Linked DNA regions of Mus musculus: all the other regions are linked to region 2. Evidence: chromatin contacts called from public HiChIP or PLAC-seq data. All regions are on one chromosome and are shown on one strand. The core of a region is the stretch at or near the end of the contact, and the rest is flanking DNA. Distances in the headings are between cores, read along the strand shown.

Evidence for each region. HiChIP or PLAC-seq counts read pairs in DNA pulled down with a chosen protein or histone mark.
Region 1: a contact with region 2 is called in an H3K27ac HiChIP or PLAC-seq map of thymic regulatory T cells, with 4 times the contacts expected there. The contact joins the enhancer-like site here to the promoter of Tmem251 in region 2. A contact is called at or near these places in 3 of 39 promoter capture datasets (cranial neural crest, hippocampal neurons and pre-B cells), 7 of 484 Hi-C or Micro-C datasets (CD4 T cells, the G1E-ER4 cell line, the HL-1 cell line and 2 more), 10 of 115 datasets of contacts at active chromatin or transcription factors (the SCID.adh cell line, T-cell acute lymphoblastic leukemia, cardiomyocytes and 7 more) and 2 of 9 other capture datasets (adipose tissue and liver).
Region 3: a contact with region 2 is called in an H3K4me3 HiChIP or PLAC-seq map of embryonic forebrain, with 7 times the contacts expected there. The contact joins the promoter of Fam181a here to the promoter of Tmem251 in region 2. A contact is called at or near these places in 3 of 39 promoter capture datasets (hippocampal neurons, neural stem cells and pre-B cells), 1 of 15 datasets of contacts at CTCF or cohesin (pro-B cells), 11 of 484 Hi-C or Micro-C datasets (the 63-12 cell line, B cells, CD4 T cells and 7 more), 9 of 115 datasets of contacts at active chromatin or transcription factors (T-cell acute lymphoblastic leukemia, bone marrow-derived macrophages, embryonic forebrain and 5 more) and 1 of 9 other capture datasets (pancreatic islet).

What each region holds. Positions count from the first base shown.
Region 1 is chr12:103,330,733-103,333,432 of GRCm38.p6, forward strand. Asb2 (ankyrin repeat and SOCS box-containing 2) reads right to left here. Exons shown (of 10, transcript NM_023049.1): 6 at 2,560-2,700. Among named protein-coding and RNA genes, the nearest start is that of Gm15523, 4.8 kb to the right of the region's middle. Within about 2 kb of position 1,254, at least 44 of the 459 cell types and tissues checked have an H3K27ac peak or open chromatin away from gene starts, as enhancers often do. A contact at or near this core is called in the G1E-ER4 cell line, the SCID.adh cell line, T-cell acute lymphoblastic leukemia and 2 more, where this site is marked.
Region 2 is chr12:102,742,410-102,745,109 of GRCm38.p6, forward strand. It overlaps Tmem251 (transmembrane protein 251), which reads left to right and starts at 1,351. Exons shown (of 2, transcript NM_177140.4): 1 at 1,351-1,757; 2 at 2,191-2,700. The coding sequence starts at 1,678. The coding sequence ends at 2,602. Gm20604 (predicted gene 20604) reads right to left here. Exons shown (of 2, transcript NM_001142939.1): 2 at 1-985. The coding sequence ends at 963. It overlaps Moap1 (modulator of apoptosis 1), which reads right to left and starts at 1,252. Exons shown (of 2, transcript NM_001142937.2): 1 at 1,134-1,252; 2 at 1-985. The coding sequence starts at 879.
Region 3 is chr12:103,313,618-103,316,317 of GRCm38.p6, forward strand. It overlaps Fam181a (family with sequence similarity 181, member A), which reads left to right and starts at 1,342. Exons shown (of 2, transcript NM_001195726.1): 1 at 1,342-1,453; 2 at 2,155-2,700. The coding sequence starts at 2,221. It overlaps Gm29508 (predicted gene 29508), which reads right to left and starts at 1,152. Exons shown (of 3, transcript NR_136894.1): 1 at 898-1,152.

The DNA.
Region 1 (2,700 bases), core at 4-2,503, 590 kb after region 2:
CTGAGAGGCCAAGTTTTTCATCACAGACCAGGACACAGGACATGAGAGGACTCAGGATAACCCACTCATAGATGTGAAGCTACACTTGAATGTATGGTCGGAAGATGTATTCTAGACTAGGCTTTCAGCCCTCACTACGGGCCCTAGGCTGTGTGCCCTGGCAGCAGCAGCAGCTCCAGCTAGGTACAAAGCTCCTTAAAGGAAATCCTACTGACTGTTAGTTGGATTTGGGGTTGATGGTTGTGGTTGGTTGTGGTTGGTTGGTTGGTTGGTTGGTTGGTTGGTCTGAGGCATCATCTTATGTAGCCCAGGCTCGCCTTGAATTCCATATGTAGCCAAGGATGGCCTTGAACTTTTGAACCTCCTGCCTCTAACTCTAGAGTGCTGGAGATTGGACCCAAAGCTTTGTATAGGATAAGCAAGCACTACCAACTGAGCCACAACCCCAGTCCTGGGCTTGTTTTGTTCTCCATCTGAAATAGGAAAGAACTGGCTTCTGCTATCTTCTTAAGGAACCATGGAGGGACTGGAGAAATGGCTAACTGGTGAGGACCATGTACACATCTTACAGAGGACACGGGCTTCAGTTCCCAGTACCCACAGTGGCTCACAACTACCTGTAACTCCAGCTCCAGGAGATCTGATATCTGTGGGTAGTTATACATCACACACACACACACACACACACACACAAACACCCATACACACACACACACACACACACACACTTTAAAAAAATCATGAAAATAAATTTAAAAAAGAAACTAAACACTGAGCCATGCTTGTAGGAAGGGGGCTGAAGCCTGGTAGCAGCTTCCTGCCATCATCTTATCTTTTACATCTTCTGCATCTCTTGGAGTGAGAGAGCAAACCGGTGTGCACATGATTTCTCTGTAGGCTCCACACTGTAGACGAAGATTAGCTGAGATAGCTCAGTAAAGGCTGAGATCAAAGGCTTGTGTCAGCCACAGCTCCTCTGTCAGAGCCATCTGCTCCTCTCACCCTTTCCGATGACTTCATTTTCAGCAGCGGAGGACTTGTCCTGGCCTTCTGAGAAGAGCACCAGGCCTTGAGGGCTCATCAGGACCATGAAAGTTTCTGTACCATGACTCCCAAGCTCTGGGGCCTTAGACAGCTTTTAGAAGCCTCAGTTTACCTGCTTGTTAGTCAAGAGTCATAGTCCTGCCCTCTCCTGTTTAGGGTGAGGTGTAAATAACATAACAGAAACATAGCACCAGCCTCAGAAGCCACTGCTGTCTAGACAGAGCTCAGGGCAGAGACTGTCCCTTCCCTCAGAGGAACAGTATAGGGACACCTTTAACAAGCCCCTGGGCCTCATGCTTAGGCTCCCCCGCAGGCCTAGGCTTGAGCAAAGCAGCCTGCTCACATAAGGAAAATATTTGTATAGGAACTGGCTTTAACTCCCCATGAAGGGAGCAGTCCCTGCCTCAATATCGGCAGGGAAGAGGGCGACTGCCTGGAGAGGAGGTCCCCCTCACCCACTGCACCCTTGCCCTCAGCACAGCTTGCTGGCCTGGGCTCCAGGACTCCACTGAGTTGTCAGAGTGTTCATTGCAGTCATCCCTGGCTAAGAGCCTTAGTCAGGCCCAGGGTCCATCTCCTAGGCTGAGAGGCAGACACAGGTCAGATCCAGGCTCTTACAGTGAGCAATCACTTAACCTGTCTGAGCCTCGATCCCCTCAAGTATACAGTGGGGTTAGGATGGGTCCCCTGGGCCACACTCTACCTATCTGTCATAGGTCCATGCTTAGCAGGAGGCCTGACACACAGTAGGTCCTCACTGGTTTGTTGCAGCACAGCCCCAACACTTCTGCATAGTCTCGGCCTCTCCAGTTCTCCAGACAGAACTTCCTTCCATTGAGAGGGAAAGACAATCGCAGGAGAGCTTGGAGTGGGTTGTCAAAATACTCAGTTTTTATTCATGTTTTTGAGGTCTTTGCTACTGCAACATCATGGTGCAAGCAGTATGGTTTTAGTTTCTCCTGTTACGGTTTTTTTTGTTTTTGATTTTGTTTTGTTGTTGTTGTTTTTCTTTTTCTTTTTTTTGGGGGGGGGGGGGGAAACTAGGGCAGAGACCTGGGTTCAAATCCCATTTGTATCAATAACCTACTGTGTGATCTTGGACAAATCACTTTCCCACCCTGGTCCTTCCTTGGTTTTTATCACCTGCAAAACAAGGATGTGATCTCCATCTGAGGTCTTTCTGTCCCAGCAGTGTGATGTGTAGTGGTTTGGGCATCAAGAGTCCAAGAATCTAGATAGCTCTACAGCTAATTCCGTAGCTAAGTCACTTCCCCTTTGCAGGCCTCAGATTCCTCTTTTGTGAAAGGAGGATGTTGAGCTCGATCTGAGATAGTAAGACAGGAAGCACCTAGCAGCATCTCTCCATAGCTCTACAGAACCTAAACCTGGCCTAAGAGTCCTCCACACAGCCCTGTGGGGCTCTGGATCAGAGGATGCCACAAGATGACCCCAGTGCAACTTCCCCTCCCAGCTGACCTCTGAGGTCTTTGGTAGCTGTTCTGTGTGGCCACTCACCATGCTTGGCCAGGAACCTCAGGGCCTCCAGCTGCCCACTCTGGGCAGCCACAAACAAAGGGGTGATGCTGTAGACATTCTTGGCCTCCACCTTGGCCCCGCCACTCACTAGGATCTCCATGACCTCCAGGTCATTGCGGG
Region 2 (2,700 bases), core at 101-2,600:
ATTCACAACTTCTTTCTCAATTGCTCCTTTCTGAACCAGTTTCTGCAATAAAGGCTCCAACCTTAGAACATAGGCAGACAGCTTTTCATCAGTCTTCTGATAAGTAGTAAGGTATTTGACCTGCAATGCTCTAGGATTATCAATAATCCCAAATATTGTCTCAAGCGTCTTCAGGCATTCTGCAACTGTAATGAAGGGGTTGTTTATCTTGAGGACTCGAATAATTTCAAATGCTGGACCTCTAAGGCTCTCTATCAACCGCCTTCTTTTCTCTACATCTGACACCTGCCATGTTTTCATTACTTGGGAAGTATGAAACATCCAAGATTCAAATTCTTCCTCACCTGGTCCTGGAGGATCCCTGCCTGAGAACACACTCAGCTTTTTGTACCTCAGATACTGCAGGGTAGGCTTAAGGGCCTCATTTAATGCCTGTGCTAACATGGGTGCTCGAATTTCAGGGATCATTATGCCCGGGTCTAGGCCGAGAGGGTCATTCCGATTCCCAAGAACTCTGGTTAATTCACCCATCGTCATGCCCTCCCCCTTTAAAAACTCATTTAATCTGCACAAAAAGTCACTATCAGTATCAGGAGGCTTAAAGATCACTCTCCAGACACCTCCTTTTGCAGGTATTTCCTTGGGGACCAGGGCACTGCCAGTCTCTACTGTAAGCCCAATCAGGGCTACATTCTTGTTCTCATCCCTCCTGAACATCCTCCCAAGCAGTCTGTGTTCCCCTAAGGGAGCAAGGCCAGCCTGCAGGGCCTCCTCTATGTCTGCCACTCCGCAGGTCGGAGGGATGCCGGCAACCAATAGTGCTTTCCGAGGATTCATATCCATCCCTCTGCACCAGTCTTCTAGAAGTCTCAGTGTCATGGTGCTCAGAGTATTTAAATTCTAATTCGACCAGGGCGCCGCCGCCGCCGCCGCCGCTTACAGTGATGTGCGTGCTCGTCTCTTTAACACGCAGAGGTCCGGGAGCCTGAGAAAACAGAGCATCCACGTTAAGTTAACCGTGTCTGACTCCCGAGCAGTTCCTCCGCCCACCCGCCACAGGCGCTTAGAAACGAACGCCATCAGGATCACCTGCCCGTAGATACATCGCTTGGGTCCCGGAGAGGACGTCTGACCTTTGCGGGGTTTAGGAGAGACCCGGGCTCCCCGCGCCCGCCTCCCGGCCGAGGGCAGAAGAACGACCGCAGCAAACGCCTCAGGGAACAGACAACCGCCTCTGGAGGCGGCGCGAAGCTGACAGCCTGACGTCATGAGAGGCCGGCGCGCGTTTCCGGCCCTAGACGGAAGCTCTGAATGCGGCGGTATCCGGGACTGCGAGCGGGCGGGCCACTCAGGACAGGAAGGTGAGACCCGGGGCTGCTCGGCTTGGCTGTCAGGCTGGCCCGGCGTCCGGCCGGGAGCCGAGCTCGGGCCTCTGCAGGCCAAGCCTGGCGCCACTGCCCAGCTCAGCTCGGCGGCGGGTGCAGTGGGGGGCGGGCCCGGCATCTCCAGGTGGTTCCCCCCGCCTGGGGCTCCGGAGGGCGACGGGGCCCGCCGCCGCCGCGTGACCAGCCGTAGTCACGCTGAGCTTAATCACTACTAGCTCGTGCTCCCGCCGCCGCGCTCACCTTCTTCAGCTGCGCGACCCAGAGGGTTTCTCTTAAGGTGGCTTGTTCTGAAATGCCAAAGGCACCTGACTGTTCAGAACTGAGTGACTCTTGCTCGCTTGCAGGGGGAACAGGAAGATTTTCGGGACCACTGTAAGTGTTTGAAAGAGTTACCGTCTTAACTTGGGGACTCCGACGTTGGTTTAACGAGTAGAACTCAACCCAGTGCCCACGTCTGAAATAGTGTTAAGCCAGAAAGCATTTCAACTGTCAAGAGCAACGTCCTGTGGGGAAACTAGATGTTTCATTATCTGAAACGAAGGTGTACTGGGTCTACTCAAGCAAGAAGTGATGATTCATTCACTCTGGGGTTCACATAAATAACAGCACTCAGTAGACACTGAAACCAGTATTTTTATGTGCTTACAACTGTTATATAAAACCACCTGTAAGCTGTTTACAGCTGTTAAATCTTAAAATGCTCGTGCTTTTCAGAACTCTTGAATTTAAATCATGTGCACTTGGAATAGTTGCCATGGCAACATTATTAGACCTTAACAATAATTTTTCTGTGTTTGCATTGAAGGCACAGAGCATGGAGAATGATGAACTTCCGTCAGCGGATGGGATGGATTGGAGTGGGACTGTATTTGCTAGCAAGTGCAGCAGCGTTTTATTATGTTTTTGAAATCAATGAGACTTACAACAGGTTGGCTTTGGAACACATTCTGCAGCACCCTGAGGAGCCTCGGGAAGGAACCACATGGACACACTCCTTGAAAGCTCGGTTACTTTCCCTGCCCTTTTGGTTGTGGACAATTATTTTCTTGATTCCGTACTTACAGATGTTTTTGTTCCTTTATTCTTGTACGAGAGCGGATCCCAAAACAGTGGGCTACTGTATTATCCCCATATGCTTGGCAGTTATCTGCAATCGTCATCAGGCATTTGTCAAGGCTTCTAATCAGATCAGCAGACTACAACTGATTGACACATAACACCCATCACCGGTTTCCCTTATTGTAAGACTGCCAGCACTGTATAGTGGCTGACCACAAGACTGCAGTTTCTTCACAGGTCTCAGGAAGTTGTGGTG
Region 3 (2,700 bases), core at 92-2,591, 570 kb after region 2:
AGCTGCAGCTCATTAGCCCTGGGCCGTCTCCTCCAGAGGAGGGAACTTAGGGCTACTCTAGACAGGTGCCTCATCCCTACAGCAGATGTCTCTTGGTGCCACTCCTAAGTCAGGGTATGCAACCATGCCTGTGGTATGAAGCTGTGGGCCACTATGCAGTCGGAGACAGAAGAAGATGACAGAAAGACAGGGAAAGGGGAGGAAAGTGGACCTGCGGGGGTCCACTGAGCTGGCTAGCATGGAGACCCTGCCCGGGAGCACTTCCCAGACAGTTCTCCTTCACCGGGCTGCTCTCAGCCTCACCTTCTTTCTGGGCATTTGATGGGCAGGGCCACGGCAGCCTGGGCTCCCTCACTTGCTCCAACTGAGCGGCCCTGCTTGCAGCCCTGCCGGCGTTGGCACGGTGACAGTAGCCAAGTGTGCAAACTTGTGCCATTGTCCCTGGGCCAGGGGGAGCCATGGAGACTAGCTAATATGACACAGGAAAATGTTTGCTGATGGCAATTCTATGGGCTTTGTCCACCTCTTTCTCCATCATGACGACTCGATTTAAGTCCCTAACTGTTTGACTACAAACGCAAGGGGACCGTGCAACGCCACCCTTTTGTCCGGCCGCACTGAATGGGCAATTCAGGCTTTGTGCAGCTCAATTGAGGAAGCAAACATAAAGACAAGATTCCTGAGAGCCTCGGCTCCCTTCCCATGGATATCCCAGCACCCCTCAGCCAGCCCGCCAGGGCTACCTTTCCCCACATCAGTGCACCTCTCAAATCCATCCCAGGGGGACCCTTCAGGAAGGACGGTTGAAAGAGGTGAGAGACACGAGGCCAGAGACAGAGTCAGAGAATGCACACTCAACACTCAAGGGCAGAGGAAAAGCAGCCCACTCCGGCTTACCCCATCCGATTGTCTGTCTGCACTGGAGCATGGCAGCTGGAGACCTGAAGTATCTGGGGAAGGTTGGGTGCCTGTCTCACTGTGCCCAGCCCTCCTTGATCCTGAATACTTTTTGCGCGCACACACACACACACACACACACACACACACACACACACACACCTCAAGAAACCAGGTTACTGAGGTCAAGGGGAGGAGTGGGTATGGAGACTGGAGAAAAGTGGGGCTGAAGGGTAGAAATTTACCGGGAAATGATTGCATTTGGGAGCTGTCTTTTTTTGTGATGGTCCCCATGGTGACAATTTGTGACGGCAAAGAATGTGGGACCGGGGCTCCGCCGCCTGATTGGGATGCTTTGTATCTGGAGAGGCGCTCCTGATTGGCCTGAGGGCCCCCCAGCTCCGGACTTGTCCTCCATTCAGCCCACTCAAGGGCTGTGCACAACTGCTTCTCAGCCTGCACGGAGCTCACTGCACGCCAGCTCGTCAGGCTTGCGGGGGTCTACGGTGGGGAACCTGCCGGCCACGTTGGCGGGGGGCCCTGGCCTTCACCTTCGGTCAGTACGGAGTCCCAAGTGGTTTGGCCTGGCTGGGTGGAGGGCAGGGCGTGAGCGGACTAGAGCCTTGGGGGAGGGGCACAGTACTGTGGGTGGTGGCCGAGGAGGCATGAAATTGCTGCAGATGCTTCTACAGGGGAGTCCCTGCGGCCGGCAGGGATGAGCCTTGAAGGCAGGTCTAGATTAAGTGCTAGACAGAGATCCTGCCTGGCCCTGTGTGAGAGTTGGGGGTGGAGCGTGGGGACTGCGGAGGGGGCGGGGTGGTGGGAGGGGAAGGCCACCACCAAGGAGGGGGAAGGGGGCTTGGCCTTCTTTAGAGGATTTCTTTGGCTTTGAAAATAAAAACTTGAATGGTGAGTCGTGCGCGCTGGCCTTCACGATGTGTGGGAGATGCGACCAACTGGGAATGTAGCCCCAGCAATGCCACTTGTAGCTGGGTGGCTTTGAGCAAGGTGTTTGCAGTTTCTGAGCCTTGACTTCCAGAAGAGGGCAACAGGCCCCAGAAGACTGAATGAGATAGTTGACACCTGTCTCATCTCAGATAGTCAAAAGGTGCTGAATAACGACTCACCAGCCCCATTGTGGATTCTGTTTGGGACAGAAGAATGGAGGATGTGTGCATTGGGTCCTGGTGGCCCTGGGGAAGGCGTAACTGCCCTGGAGAGACTCCTGCTGCCTATTGCATTCATTGTGTTCCCTAGGTCTGCCCTGTGCGCTCCTCCAGAGCCCATGCTCTTCATGGAAAGCCCTGCACAGTTCTCGTGGTGATGGCAGCTGACAGTGACGTGAAGATGCTTCTGAATTTTGTCAACCTGGCGTCCAGTGACATCAAGGCGGCCCTGGACAAGTCCGCACCCTGCCGCCGCTCTGTGGACCATCGCAAGTACCTGCAGAAGCAACTCAAGCGCTTCTCTCAGAAGTACTCGCGGCTCCCTAGGGGCCTGCCTGGCAGGGTGGCAGAGCCCCACCTGCAGAGGGGACCTGAAGAGAGGCCTGGACGGCCACCCCTCCATCCCTGTCCCCAATCCAGCCCCGGTGGGGGTGGGAGCTGCACAGAAAAGGCCCTGGGGACCCCCTTTAGGGAGGAATGCCTTTCTAAGGATCAGGGCTTCCGGGGGCTGAATCCAGAGGCTGCTAGACCCGGCCAGGTTCCCATGAGGAAGAGACAGCTGCCCGCCTCGTTCTGGGAGGAGCCAAGGCCCACTCTCAGCTACCCAATGGGGCTGGAGGTGGGCCTGGCCCCCAGG